Linked DNA regions of Mus musculus: all the other regions are linked to region 1. A link is a contact called in public Hi-C and HiChIP or PLAC-seq data. All regions are on one chromosome and are shown on one strand. Each heading gives the region's core, a stretch centred on a gene start, on an enhancer-like site or on the middle of the called end of the contact. The rest is flanking DNA. Distances are from core to core; before and after follow the strand shown.

Region 1 (3,062 bases), core at 394-2,893:
CTACAGTTTTGCAAGTATAAACCTCTCCTATTATACTGTACATGCATTTTTAAAGATCTCTGCACACCACTCATTTTGTATATCTTCAGTAGTTAAGTCAATATCTGGCACACAATTCAGAATATATTTACTTAGACTCTAATATATTCCACATAATTCCAAGTTCTAGGGATAAATCCCTACCTTTATTTCTCACCTCAAAGAACTTGTATCCTAGTGGAAAATAACTTAACATAATTTAGATAAGGATTAAATGTGGTAGGTTCATGGAAAACCCTTAATAAGAAAATGATAGCAGGGAAGGGAGTACTATTAGAGGGAAGAAATTGAAATTACAGGGAAGATGCTCAGAGAAGGCCCAACACAACAACTGCAACATAGTAACTGTTACACTACATCAGTACACTAATTACTTGACATATATTAACTGATAGCCAAAAGTCATTAGTGTCCTATCTGTATCCTCAATAGGAAAGGACATAATGAAGAAGCAACTTTTAAAGTCATGCAACTAGTAAGGGAGAGAAACCACGGTGAGCATCCAGGGCGGTCTCAACTGCCATGTAAAACCACACTTCAGTTAATGCCTTAGCTGCATAAAGTGAAAAAAATCAAACTGTTCAAGACAATATAGGCTAATGACATGAATAGGAATGACACTGTGATACACCAAGAAAGAAAGAAATATGTGATCTCTGTTCTTTGTTCCTTGCTCTCAGCCTAAAGTTTCACATCTTGAGGAATCTCTAGAGTGGTAATGATATCTTTTTAAAATGAGATGACTGGTGACTTGAGGATCCTTAATAGGACCAAATCATGGTTAAAATTATCATAAAATATACTCCAACTTGATTTTTCAACCCATCTTACCAATATCTAAGTAGAAAAAGGCTAATGGATGAGTTGGTCACCAACAGCTAAGATGTAATAAATCATACCTAAGTAATGAAATCTTCTAAAAACTCAAAGGACAAACTACTAGATGTTTGGAGGATAGCATATGCAGAGAGCTTCCTATGCCTATCTATATACCTTGGTCTCTGCATCTCCTCTCTCTAGCAGTTCATTGTATTCTCTGCATTATTCTTTAGTATACCCTTCACAGATTAGCATCCAATTCAAATATTCAAAATCAGAGTACTGGCCTGACTCCATATGAAGAAAATTCCATACCTAGTCTTCTTATTAGTTGAATTAATACCTAGTCTTCCTACTAGTTGAATTAATAGCATAGGTATACACAAAATATTATATAAAATTGTATATAAGGTATGTATCAAACAGAACTAACTTCCATGTTCAGAATGGTATCTTATTTCCTTATATTCATGAAAGTATCATGAAATCTTTAAAAATCTAAAATCTGAAATGCTTGATATAAAATATTCAACATACAACAGGTAAACAAAGAGAAAGTATCCCCAATTCTATGAGCTACTCTAGCAAATCAATCAAACCTGTGATGAGGCTTTGGCAGTCCGTGCTTTATAGCCAGTTATTCAGAAATAAAGACCACAGCTGGGCATGGTGATGCATGCCCTTAATCTCAGCACCGGGTAGGCAGAGGCAGGCAGGCAGCCTGGTCTACAAAGTTCAAAGGACACCTGGGCTCTGTCATGGAAAAACCCTTTCACAAAGGGGGGAGGGGGGGAGGAGGGAAAAAAAGAGGCAGTGAGCCGAGAGACAGAGAGAATGCACAAGAAAGCACAGAACCTAGAACTTGCAGCAAGCATCTAAATAGGGCTTAAATAGGACTGAGTCTGCACCGGGTAGAATAGAGCATCAGAAATAATTTTAATTAGGTCATCTACCTGGTTTCCACTGGAGAAAGAGATTTCAGGAGATGGACTATTATGAGGAATAAAAGGACAATTCATAATACTTAATGTTGGCTTCTCAAAGATGCAAAATAATTATGTTTATGTAGCAAGTTACAACATGCATGAAACAAGCACTACAAAACCAAACAGAAAGTAAACAAATCACAATTATACTCCAAGATTCAAAATCCCTTTACAACAGAAAATTAATAGACAGAAAGATATCTAACCCATGACTAGTCCTATAATCCAACTTGGATTAACTGTGCTCTACATCCAACTACATAAAAAATATATTCAAGTGCATATGTCTCCTGGCACATTAAACACAAACATATACAGGACTATAAATGTATAAGGAGCTGCTGAGTCATATTTGATGTTTGCTATGGGACTGAACTTCTAAGAAAGAAGATCAAACTTGCCGCAAAGAACTATTTTTGAGCAGGTCCGCTTCCCCCACGTCCTGTAACTCTTCTCTCCCACTCCCCCTGCTGGTGGTGGGCTAGAGGAGAGGTTGGATCCTTATTAAAAGTAGGTTGTAAGAAATGTATGGCTACAGGTTTCACGTCAGTATTATACAATCTCTTTTAGGAAAAAGAAATAATTAGAAATGGCTCTGTAATCTATTGAAGACCAACCTAAATAACCCTCATATAAAAATGAAGCAAAGGGCCGGGCGTGGTGGCACACACCTTTAATCCCAGCACTCGGGAGGCAGAGGCAGGCGGATCTCTGAGTTTGAGGCCAGCCTGGTCTACAGAGTGAGTTCCAGGACAGCCAGGGCTACACAGAGAAACCCTGTCTCAAAAAAAAAAAAAAAAAAAAAAAAAGAAGCAAAGGGGCACAAGAAAAAAGAAACTATACACTAATATTACTAGTGTGTTATCAATATATGAAAAGGGGACATACTACAACTGAGGTTCGTCTCAAGAAAACAAGATTGGTTCAATAGTCAAAAAAAATGTAATTCACTATATTAGTATTCTAGTAAAACTATCCATTCACTTAATTTTAATGAATGCATTGAAAGCTAACAAAACACCCACTCTTAAAGGGAGAAGTGGAAATCTCAGCACCTACAGAAAACATACAACTTGCCATCCTCGATGGTACAGATGGACCTCCCTCTCTAAGATTAGCCAAAAAGCAGTGATGTGTCTTTCTAGTCAGCATTTTGTGGGTGTTCTAACCATTGCAATTAGTGCAAGGAAAACAACACCCAGTCTGTAAAATATCCTC
Region 2 (3,062 bases), core at 284-2,783, 93 kb before region 1:
CACATGGCAGCTCACAGCCACTTGTAACTACAGTTGTAAGGGATCCGGTGCCTTCTTCAGGCTTCTTGGGGTAACAGATAGTGCACAGACAGGCATGCAGGTAAAACACCCCCACACATAAAATAAATAATAAAAATGAAAAATTAAATCGTTACTATGCTTAGAAAGATGGTTAAAAGTTTGGGAAGATAAAGTTTTAAAGAAAATAGAGGCCTTACTATAATTATCTTCTTATAAACATTACTTTAAGAGTCAAAAATACTATTATAAAAATATTTGTGTAACAACTATGACAGAATCAACTCTGCAACCTCCTAACTACGATTCTCATAAGCTGGCACCTGAACACAGAAAGGCAGTGGCCTCTAAGAACGGCCGCATCTGCTCGGAAGGTGCACTTGGAAGATGACTAACTACACTGTCCCTGACAGTTCAACCAAGTCTCACATTTGCAAACATTTTAACACGTGACATAGCAATTCTATTTGTGTGTGACTTTATTTTGTTGTGGGGACTGTTATTTTCGTTAATTTTGTGAGGCTATTTCCTGTATTCTGCTTTCAATGTCTTGAAGCAGAATGTATTCCATCTGGGTTCAATCTCTTTTCCTGCATCTCCTGTAAGCTTCAAAGAGCAGTGTGGTTGTTGAGGGAAAAACATCAACTCTTCTCTCTAGATTATTCACTTATGGAGCAGAACAGAACTCAATGAAGAGCTAATCCAGATTTTGTTATCTGGAGGATAAAAAATATTTTACAAGTAACATATTCAAAGTTAGAAGAACTTAATAGACTTTTATACTGCAGAGCAATAAGGTTAACGAGGTTTCTGTTAATACATAATTGCAAGAATGTGTGTTCTGATTCTCCAATACTTGAAAGGCTATTCATGGACCCAAGCTAAAATCTAAAACAAAAAACACCCCCCCACACACACTATTTTAGTATTATTATTATTATTATTAGATTATGCAAATATGTAATTTAGATGCATATATCATTAAGAAGCATGAATGCATCTTTCCCATGTGAAATCTATAATGCATTTTATATGAGAGCATAGTAAACTACAAGAATCAAGTTACAAGAATGGAAGTGGGGTTAAAAGCACAGTATCTTAGTGTTCCACCAGGGCACCACAGCAGATAGTGAGTACAGGATGATGTAAGTGTCTGGCAACATGCCAGGCTGAAGCTAATCTCCAGTGCAAGCTTGCTATTCTCTTAGACTGTATGGGTGCGTGCCTCTCGGCTTGTTTAAGTTCTATAATGGGGACCCTGCACAGGATGATTTGTCTTTTTAATTGAATAAATTTAAGTTAGTATGATTATTGTTAAAAGTTGAATGGTAGCTTATCCTAACAAAAACACTCTTGAGTAAACCATATACCTATGCCTCCAGAAACTGAACAGGCCTCATCTTAATTACGGTCCTATTGATAGAAGGTATGTTGTTCCATTACATCAGTTCATCGCATAGTTCAGAATCTGAACCCTGTCATTTGAAGCAATGTATTTGAGTGGATGGCAAGTTTCTCCATGGCCTTAGGACTACTGCTCTTCTAGCACTAAACAGTAGGTGACTATTTCATTAATGGTTTACTATGAAGCCACTTTTGAAGTCCAGCTGTCAAACAAACTTCAGCAGACTCTATAAAAACCTCAAGCAAGATTCAAATTGGAAGTGGTAGCACACACCTTTAATTTTAGTACTTGGGAGGCAGAGGCAGGCAGAGCAGTTTGAGTTTGAGGCCAGCCTGGTCTACATAGTGAGCTTCAGGCCAGCCAGGGTTACACAGTGACAAATAACAAAACTGACATGCTCAACACACTATTCAATACATATGCAGGAATACATAGAAACATCATAAAATGTCATTTATATGAAGATATAAAACTTACTAAGATACAAAAAAAGATCATGATTTTGAAATAATCAATGACACATTCACTTAGTTTGATGACAATTCACACATAATGGACAATATGGATCATATCAGAAATATTGAATAAAAAACATTTGTGCCCTACTTTCAAAATCCAATCTTTCTTCATCTGTCCTGGGTAGACTGCACTAAAGATACAACTTTCTCCTCTGCCAGAGGCCTCATCAGTTCTCCTGCAATACGATGACTGAAGCATGCAAGTACAGATTTCTGCTTTATTTCCCTTAAACTTTAGTTCAAATTCAACTTCCAGGGGCTACTTTCTCCAGATAAATGCTGTCATCTCAAAATAATGTTTTAAATCTCTCTATCAATGTCACCCTCTGCCACTCCCATGTCCTCTTCATAGAACTGTCCATCTACCACTATGCGGCTCATTTGTCTTTTTAGCTTCCACTCCTCTGGCACAGGCAATCCCCAACCTTCACTTTCATGCAACATGAACAATTCCAGATTTTTCTTGAACTTTTCTATTTCTAGTCCAATATATTTTTCTTTCTCAACACATTTTTAAGAAAAGTAGGTAGAGGCTGGGGAGAAAGTACATGTATGCAAAACATACACACAATACACACAAACACACTATTCCCACCTAGCTAGCCCCACAATCCTTTTTAAGTGAAGGCGCTGAATATATCAATTGTTTTCCCAATCTTGACATTACAATATAGGCTAAAAGTTATATAAACATCTGAGCTATAATATAAGCGGAGTAACACATTTATACTCAGCAGTGAAGTGTTTATAGTAAACCGTAAACAAACAGACGGTCACCATGACAGAGCTATATAAATTATAGCATGTACAACTGCCAGTTTAAGTTTTCAATGACAGATGAAACAAAAAGTATCAAATCAGGGGGGAAAAAAAAAACTCACCAAAACAATTTATTATAATAAAAATTTTATGACTTTAGGGGTACTATCATTATTATGTCACATAAAATTTAAAACATAAAAGAAAGGGGGAAACATTATAACCCTAACTAATGGAATCCATTTGGGGTTCCTTATGTTTTTCTATATGCATATTTTCTGCATAGTTTTAAATCACAACAAAAAAAACCCCTCCTTTGAGATTTCCCTAATTTTTACGTTGCTGACTATGCCTATTTCATC
Region 3 (3,062 bases), core at 400-2,899, 98 kb after region 1:
AGCAAGAAAGTCCCAGCATTTTGGAAATGCTAGTACCGTGGGATGACCACCAAGCACAGATGACCACCAAGAGCAGCAACAGAGATGCAGTGGGTTAGCCAGAGACTGAAAAACAAGCTGTGTGTGCTGCAGAGGGTGGTGCCAGAGAAGCGATCCAAGTCTAGAAGATCGTGAGTGAATCCCAGTGATTGGACATTGAGTTGTTTCCATTATTGGAGTTTGAATTTCCTGGGTTCAGATTACGCTTCTTCCCTATTGAAATAAGGAAATATTTTTGATTTTACAGAAACTCACAGTTGATAGATTTTTAAACTTGGAAAAAAAAAAAAAACCTGGAGTTTTACAGAGGCTTTGGGCTTTAAAAAACTGGATAGTTTTAAAGAGATCACTTTTAAAGTGTTTGAGTTTGTTAAGCTCTGGTACTTTTTAAGTTTAATTTAAATTTAAGCAAAATGCTGTATATTGTAATGTCTTTATTAGTGTGTGATCGGGGTGGGGGGATGAAAAAGAGAAGAAAGGTTGTGGCTTAACAGTGATGTATTTGTGTGTCAAGTTGATAAGGAATGGGTTGTGCTGGCTAGTTTTATGGCAACTTGACACGAGCTACAATCATCTGAGAAGAGGGAACCTCAATTGAGAAATGCCTCCATAAGATCAGGCTGTAGGCAGGCCTATAGGGCATATCCTTCATTAGTGGTTGATTGGGGAGAGCCCAATCCATTATGGGTGGTACCGTCCCTGGGCTGGTGGTGGTAGGTCTTATAGGAAAGCAAGCTGAGCAAGCAATGGGGAGCAAGCCAATAAGCAGCACCCCTCCATGGCCTCTGCATCAGCTCCTGCCTCCAAGTTCCCGCCCTGCTTGAGTTCCCAACTTTTTTTGATGTTTGCACAGTGATGTGGAAGTGTAAATCAAATAAACCCCTTTCCTCCTCAAGGTGCTTTTGGTCATATATTCACCACCATATAGTAACCCTAACTAGGACACCAAAGGAAATTAGTCCCTAGGCTCAGAGAAGAGAGCAAGGTTGTGGAGTGAGTGACAAGAAGTCAACAGGTGCCCATACCTAGTCCTCCTTGCTCTGGCTAAAAGATCTACTTCAAATATAGTTAGTAAAATATTTCTCTGGTTCTCAACTTCCCTTTGCATTCTTCAGTCTGCTGCATTTGCTGTTGTAGGAATGGCCACCCCTACAGCCAACTTCACCTCTTCTGCTTTCTCTCATCCAGAAGCACGCGTTGGTTTCTGCTCTCATTCAAGACTCCTCTGTGGATCCCAGTGGATCCCAGTGGAGCATCATCAGGACCTGGCTTTATGCAGCACGTGGGCTAAGCAAACTGGCTATAGGGGGTCCTCTGCTTCTAGGCCATTGTCCTTTCTCTTAAGAAGCTGCCTCTTTCTGTGCTATCCTGCACTCTCTTCTATCCCTTTTCAAGTCACATGGGGCCTCTGTCTCAAGGATTTCCAAGATTCCCTAGACTCAAGGACTCTCTGAGCTGTAGTTTCAGGACCACACCACACCCTAGTGACTTGACTATGGTTGGTCTCCAGCCTGGATGGTCAGACCCTGGGAGGCAGGTGTGCTGGGCACAGCCTCAGACAATAGATGTCACTTCCTGTCTTGGTCTTCCAGCCCCTCTGTAGACATCACCAGAAGCTAGGGGAAATCCCAGCCAAGCCTATTTCCGGCTTTCTACATCCTCATAGGTCCTCTTTGCCCAAGCCTCTTCCTCTCCAGAGAGTTTCTTATCTACAGCCCCCTCCCACCCAAGTCCAAGCTGGAGGAGGTTCCGCTGGCCTATTTCCTGGCGCTACCGCTCTGGATCTGAGTCAGAAGGCCGGTGTTTGGAACCAGACTCTGAATTTCTTCCCAGCTCTGTGAATTCTGCCATTGTTTCCTTCTCTGCCAAGCCTTCCCTTCATCTCTGAAATGAAGTGGGTTTGTTGTTGCTTGTTTGTCTAGTTAAAACTAAAAGTATCCCTTCCAACCAATCCCCTTCCCCTGAGGAGTCTTTTTGAGTTCTTTCCAGTAGACCTGGTGTGGGCAGAGCTGGTTCTGTATGAATTTGCAAGCACATGTAAGGTTGACCTACTGCTATAGCAAGAACCCCATACACGTGCTCTCCTATGCCTTGTGGGTCCTCCCAGCTGATTCCCTTTGCCTGTTCCTGTGTGGGTGCTCCTAGCCATTGCTTGACTTGGCAAGGTAACAAATGACCTATAAGTCAGTTAGCTCCTACAACAAACATTTACATTGTTCAGTGAGATGGCTCAGCAAGTTAAGACTTTGGGTATCAAGTGTGATGACCTGAATTCCAGCCCCAGCACTCACACAGTAGAAGGTGAGAACTGACTCCTGTAAGTTGTCCACTGACGTGGCATGCAGTGGCAGGCATTCCCGCCCCCCAACACACACACTCAATAAATGTAATAAAAATGTGTTGGGCCAAGGAGATGACTTAGTGGGTCAAAGGGCTTGACATGCAAACTTAATGACTAAAGGTTGATTCCCAGAACCCATGTACAAATCCTGGTGCAGTAATATACAGCTATAATTCCAGTGCTCCTATGGTTGGATGGGAGGCAGAGACAGGAGCATTGGCCAGAAGCTCCAGGGCTGCCCAACACAGCGCATGCACGGGTAGAAACCAGAGAAACCCTGCCTTAAAAAAAAAAAAAGAAAAAGAAAAGAAAAAAGGATAGTGTCAGCGCCATGAAACTTGTCTTCTGACCTCCACATGCATGCCGCAACACGTGTGTGTGTGTGTGTGTGTGTGTGTGTGTGTGTGTGTCTGTGTGTGTGTCTGTGTGTGTGTGTGCTTTCTCTATGATCATTGTAGATCTGCCAACAGCTATAAGAAAAAGTAGAGAAATACCATATACCCATTAGCTTAGTATTCTCCAATGATAAAAATCTTCCAAAACTATACAAAGTTTTACAGCAAGGCCATCAGCATAGAAACAGTCAAGAGAGATCCATAAGACCCTGTTAGTGTTTTTAAAATATAACTAGTTCTCTCCCAATCTTAGTTCCTACTCTCTGCACTCCATTCCTCACCCCAGG
Region 4 (3,062 bases), core at 301-2,800, 69 kb after region 1:
GTTCTGTGATTGGTCCATATGTGGGATGTGCCCACCTCCTGGCCAATCACTTTGTCCAAAAGGCAGGTAAGGTTTTGATGAGTCCACCTTTACTTATCAATGCAGGGAGAGCATTGAGAGTGTATGTTTTTCACAGGGTCCAGTGCATTTTGGGGTCCCAGGTACATGAAACAAGTGGAGGTCTGGCTTCCTGTCCATACACAGTCACCATAGTCGGACAGTTGCTTCATCTATTAAGACTCAACTGGGAGCAGACAGGCTGTCTTTGTTGGCATCAGAATCTCAAAGGGTAGTTACTGTTTCATGAAGCATATTAAATATACATAATTTGTTTGGCTTTGAATCATAGTATTTAATTCCATTAGAAATTTCAAATAATATTAAGCAAGGATGCAAAATAGTTGCTTTTTTTTTTTAATGTGGATGGATTAAAGATGTTGAGACACAGCATTTAAGGGAAAAATTCTCCAACTCCTTTGTCAGCAGGAGAATCCTTTCCAATTTGGACAGTTTGTCTTGCTCTCTTCAGGTGTCTCTGGGACGCATGGAAGAAACTGAGCGGAGTGTCCAGGCCCATTCAGAGAGAGACAGGAAGGGGGTGGGGGGAGGAGGAGAAAGGGAGAGAGAGGTCAGAGTTCCTGTACTGAGGCTCTGCCATGTATCAGGTGCATTGTGTGACCCCATTACATCTTTTCTGGCAGCTCAGAGAAGGGCAACCACGTGGGCTATTTGTCACAGGTGCACAAGTCTTAAGATGAGTGTTTTGGCAACTTGCTTAGTCTCTCAGTCTGCCACGTGGCTAACAGTGACTCTTGTCTGCACCAGTGTGGAGAGGGTTGAGGAGACAGTGTCTGCAAGCTGAGAGCGAGGAAGACACTGCTCTCCTTTCTGAAACCCTGTGTTAGGATACAGGAGCAGTCTTTAAACCCAGCATCTGCTAGGGTTTGGTCCTGATGGAGCTTTAAAAACAGCCAGCCTATTTCCACTTCCTGCTTAAGGCTGCAGAAAATGGTGGGGGTGAGCCGAGGACTGAGTGGCCACAGGCAACTCACGATGGCCAGAGCCACTTCACCCTCCCCATGAAATGGAGGTGAGAACATGAACCTGCCGGGGTTTTGCTGAGGGACAGGGGAACAACCACTCCAGGTTTCTGACATAGTGCCTAACGGGCACTGGAGATGTGCGGGATCCGTGTAGCTAGTGTTACAAAGGGAGCCGAAACAGCTGCCAACTTATTTTTATTTATTTATTTATTTATTTTTACCCTGAGCTTGTAGGCCTCGCTTTGCTCAGCTTACTGGATGGCAGCCAAGCTAAATTAACACTCTTATCTTCTGGCCCCTGCAGCTGGCAGCCTCTCTGCAGGTCCTTCCAACATTCTCTTTAGGCTCAGCCATGAGTTGCCGGGAAGCCATCCCAAGCCATCCAAGCCTGCTTCTGCCCTGCACTCCTTCATCTACACACAGGCAAGACTTCCTGGGCTCTGCTCTAGGGCCAAATGAGGTCATGCTTTTACACAGGAAAAGGAAGGTCACTGGGGTGGCCTAGCCCCTGACATAGTGGAAACCCGGCACAGATCATCAAGACGTTACCGGGTTTTGTCAGTGTGAACTCAGCTAGGTGCTTTATGTTGTTAGGCAATCTAAGTCATGCCAGGGGATTCTGCCCCAGGGTTTTCTTAGACAACTTTCTGAAATTCTAAAGGTTCCGACAACCTCCTAAGAACGAGATTAAAATGCCAGTTCTACCCGAGGAGCCCTGGAATGAGGCAGAGACCCAAAAGTTCTACTAAGGTTGTAGGTGACACTCCTCAGCGAGCTGCCAACCTCTCTCTTACCACGGAGCTGGGCTCTGAGACACCATCTCTCATGCATTAATCATGGCTCTTGTCACATGTCATGTTGTTGTTGTTGTTGTACTGTCTTGTTTTATTGAGACAGGATCTCACATAGCTCACGTGGGCCTTGAACACACTATATGGCCCAGGCTAGCTTCTAACACAAGATCCTCCTATCTTCAGCCTTCCAAATGCTGAGATGACAAGAATATAACAGCATGTCCCACTTGTGTGAGTGCAGGCGCGTACACACACACACACATACACACACACACACACACGTGCATGCAGGTGCTAGTAGATGTGTGTAGAGGCCATAGGTTGATATAGGTGTCTTCCTCTACCATGCCTCTCCTTGTTTTTGTTGTTGTTGTTTGTTTGTTTTGTTTTTTTTTTTGTTTTTGTTTTGACAGTCTCTTGCTGAACTTGCTGCGCCCTGATTGGCTGGATAGACTGACCAGTAAGCTGTGGAGATCTACCTGTCTCCAACCATAGTCCTGCCCCAACCCTCCCTAACACCTTGATTCTGGCTGCCCAGTGCTGGGATTACAGGTGTTCCCAGCCACATCTGGTTTCTTTTATATGGGTCCTGAAGATTCAAACTCAGTCCCCATGCCTGTCCGGCAAAGCACTTTGTCCACAGAGCCAGCCCTATAGTTCCTTGTTTAGCTTTCACTTACCTTAAAGTTTACTTTCCAAAAATGTGTATAATTTCCTTCCAAATGACCTGCCTTTAACTCAGATGTGTGTATATTGCCATGAAATCACAATGGTAATGGGTGCTTTCTGTTTTATTGCACCTTAAGCATTTAAATGGAAAACATAGATTGTGATCATCCTTGTCTAGCACTCCTGTGGTATCCTCTTAGGCTGAGATATATCACCTGCGAGGGGCTTGGGGGAACTCCGTAGCCTGGACCACCCCCACCTTGTTTTTTAAACTCTGTAACTTCAGCAGCTGCTTTAGCCCCATGAGTGCCTGAGATCATGAGAAAGGACGGGATGGTTTTGGACACTGTGTTAATTTCAGCAAAGAGCACCTTCTCTCACCCAGCAGGCTGCTCAGGAACTGAATATCTCATCCCAGGCCAGAACACCAAAGGACTCGCCTTCAAAGCTATATCCAAATGACTTTGGGGGTGGGGTGGGGTTGTGGTCACCATTTTGTGAAAGACCTTTCAGTGATTAGAGACTAGAAAGAAAGAGAGAGAGGGAAAAAAAATCT

What was found. Hi-C and Micro-C count contacts between places; a contact is called where the count stands out from the background. HiChIP or PLAC-seq counts read pairs in DNA pulled down with a chosen protein or histone mark.
Region 2: a Hi-C map of liver shows a contact between it and region 1, with 1.9 times the contacts expected there. The contact joins two enhancer-like sites. A contact is called at or near these places in 15 of 484 Hi-C or Micro-C datasets (the AML12 cell line, LSK cells, bone marrow-derived macrophages and 8 more), 5 of 115 datasets of contacts at active chromatin or transcription factors (the 230-238 cell line, CD8 T cells, embryonic stem cells and 1 more) and 3 of 9 other capture datasets (adipose tissue, liver and pancreatic islet).
Region 3: a contact with region 1 is called in a BATF HiChIP or PLAC-seq map of CD8 T cells, with 5 read pairs. The contact joins two enhancer-like sites. A contact is called at or near these places in 7 of 484 Hi-C or Micro-C datasets (the AtT-20 cell line, the C2C12 cell line, LSK cells and 4 more) and 3 of 115 datasets of contacts at active chromatin or transcription factors (CD8 T cells, microglia and neural progenitor cells).
Region 4: a BATF HiChIP or PLAC-seq map of CD8 T cells shows a contact between it and region 1, with 6 read pairs. The contact joins two enhancer-like sites. A contact is called at or near these places in 3 of 484 Hi-C or Micro-C datasets (CD8 T cells and embryonic retina) and 3 of 115 datasets of contacts at active chromatin or transcription factors (CD8 T cells, double positive thymocytes and effector CD8 T cells).

Annotation. Positions count from the first base shown.
Region 1 is chr7:67,351,563-67,354,624 of GRCm38.p6, forward strand. All of the region lies in intron 1 of Mef2a (myocyte enhancer factor 2A), which reads right to left. Among named protein-coding and RNA genes, the nearest start is that of Mef2a, 20 kb to the right of the region's middle. Within about 2 kb of position 1,644, at least 15 of the 459 cell types and tissues checked have an H3K27ac peak or open chromatin away from gene starts, as enhancers often do. A contact at or near this core is called in CD8 T cells and liver, where this site is marked.
Region 2 is chr7:67,258,863-67,261,924 of GRCm38.p6, forward strand. All of the region lies in intron 7 of Mef2a (myocyte enhancer factor 2A), which reads right to left. Among named protein-coding and RNA genes, the nearest start is that of Lysmd4, 38 kb to the left of the region's middle. Within about 2 kb of position 1,534, at least 42 of the 459 cell types and tissues checked have an H3K27ac peak or open chromatin away from gene starts, as enhancers often do. A contact at or near this core is called in liver, where this site is marked.
Region 3 is chr7:67,449,917-67,452,978 of GRCm38.p6, forward strand. No RefSeq gene overlaps it. Among named protein-coding and RNA genes, the nearest start is that of Gm33926, 11 kb to the left of the region's middle. Within about 2 kb of position 1,650, at least 69 of the 459 cell types and tissues checked have an H3K27ac peak or open chromatin away from gene starts, as enhancers often do. A contact at or near this core is called in CD8 T cells and liver, where this site is marked.
Region 4 is chr7:67,420,496-67,423,557 of GRCm38.p6, forward strand. No RefSeq gene overlaps it. Among named protein-coding and RNA genes, the nearest start is that of Gm51462, 2.9 kb to the left of the region's middle. Within about 2 kb of position 1,551, at least 35 of the 459 cell types and tissues checked have an H3K27ac peak or open chromatin away from gene starts, as enhancers often do. A contact at or near this core is called in CD8 T cells, where this site is marked.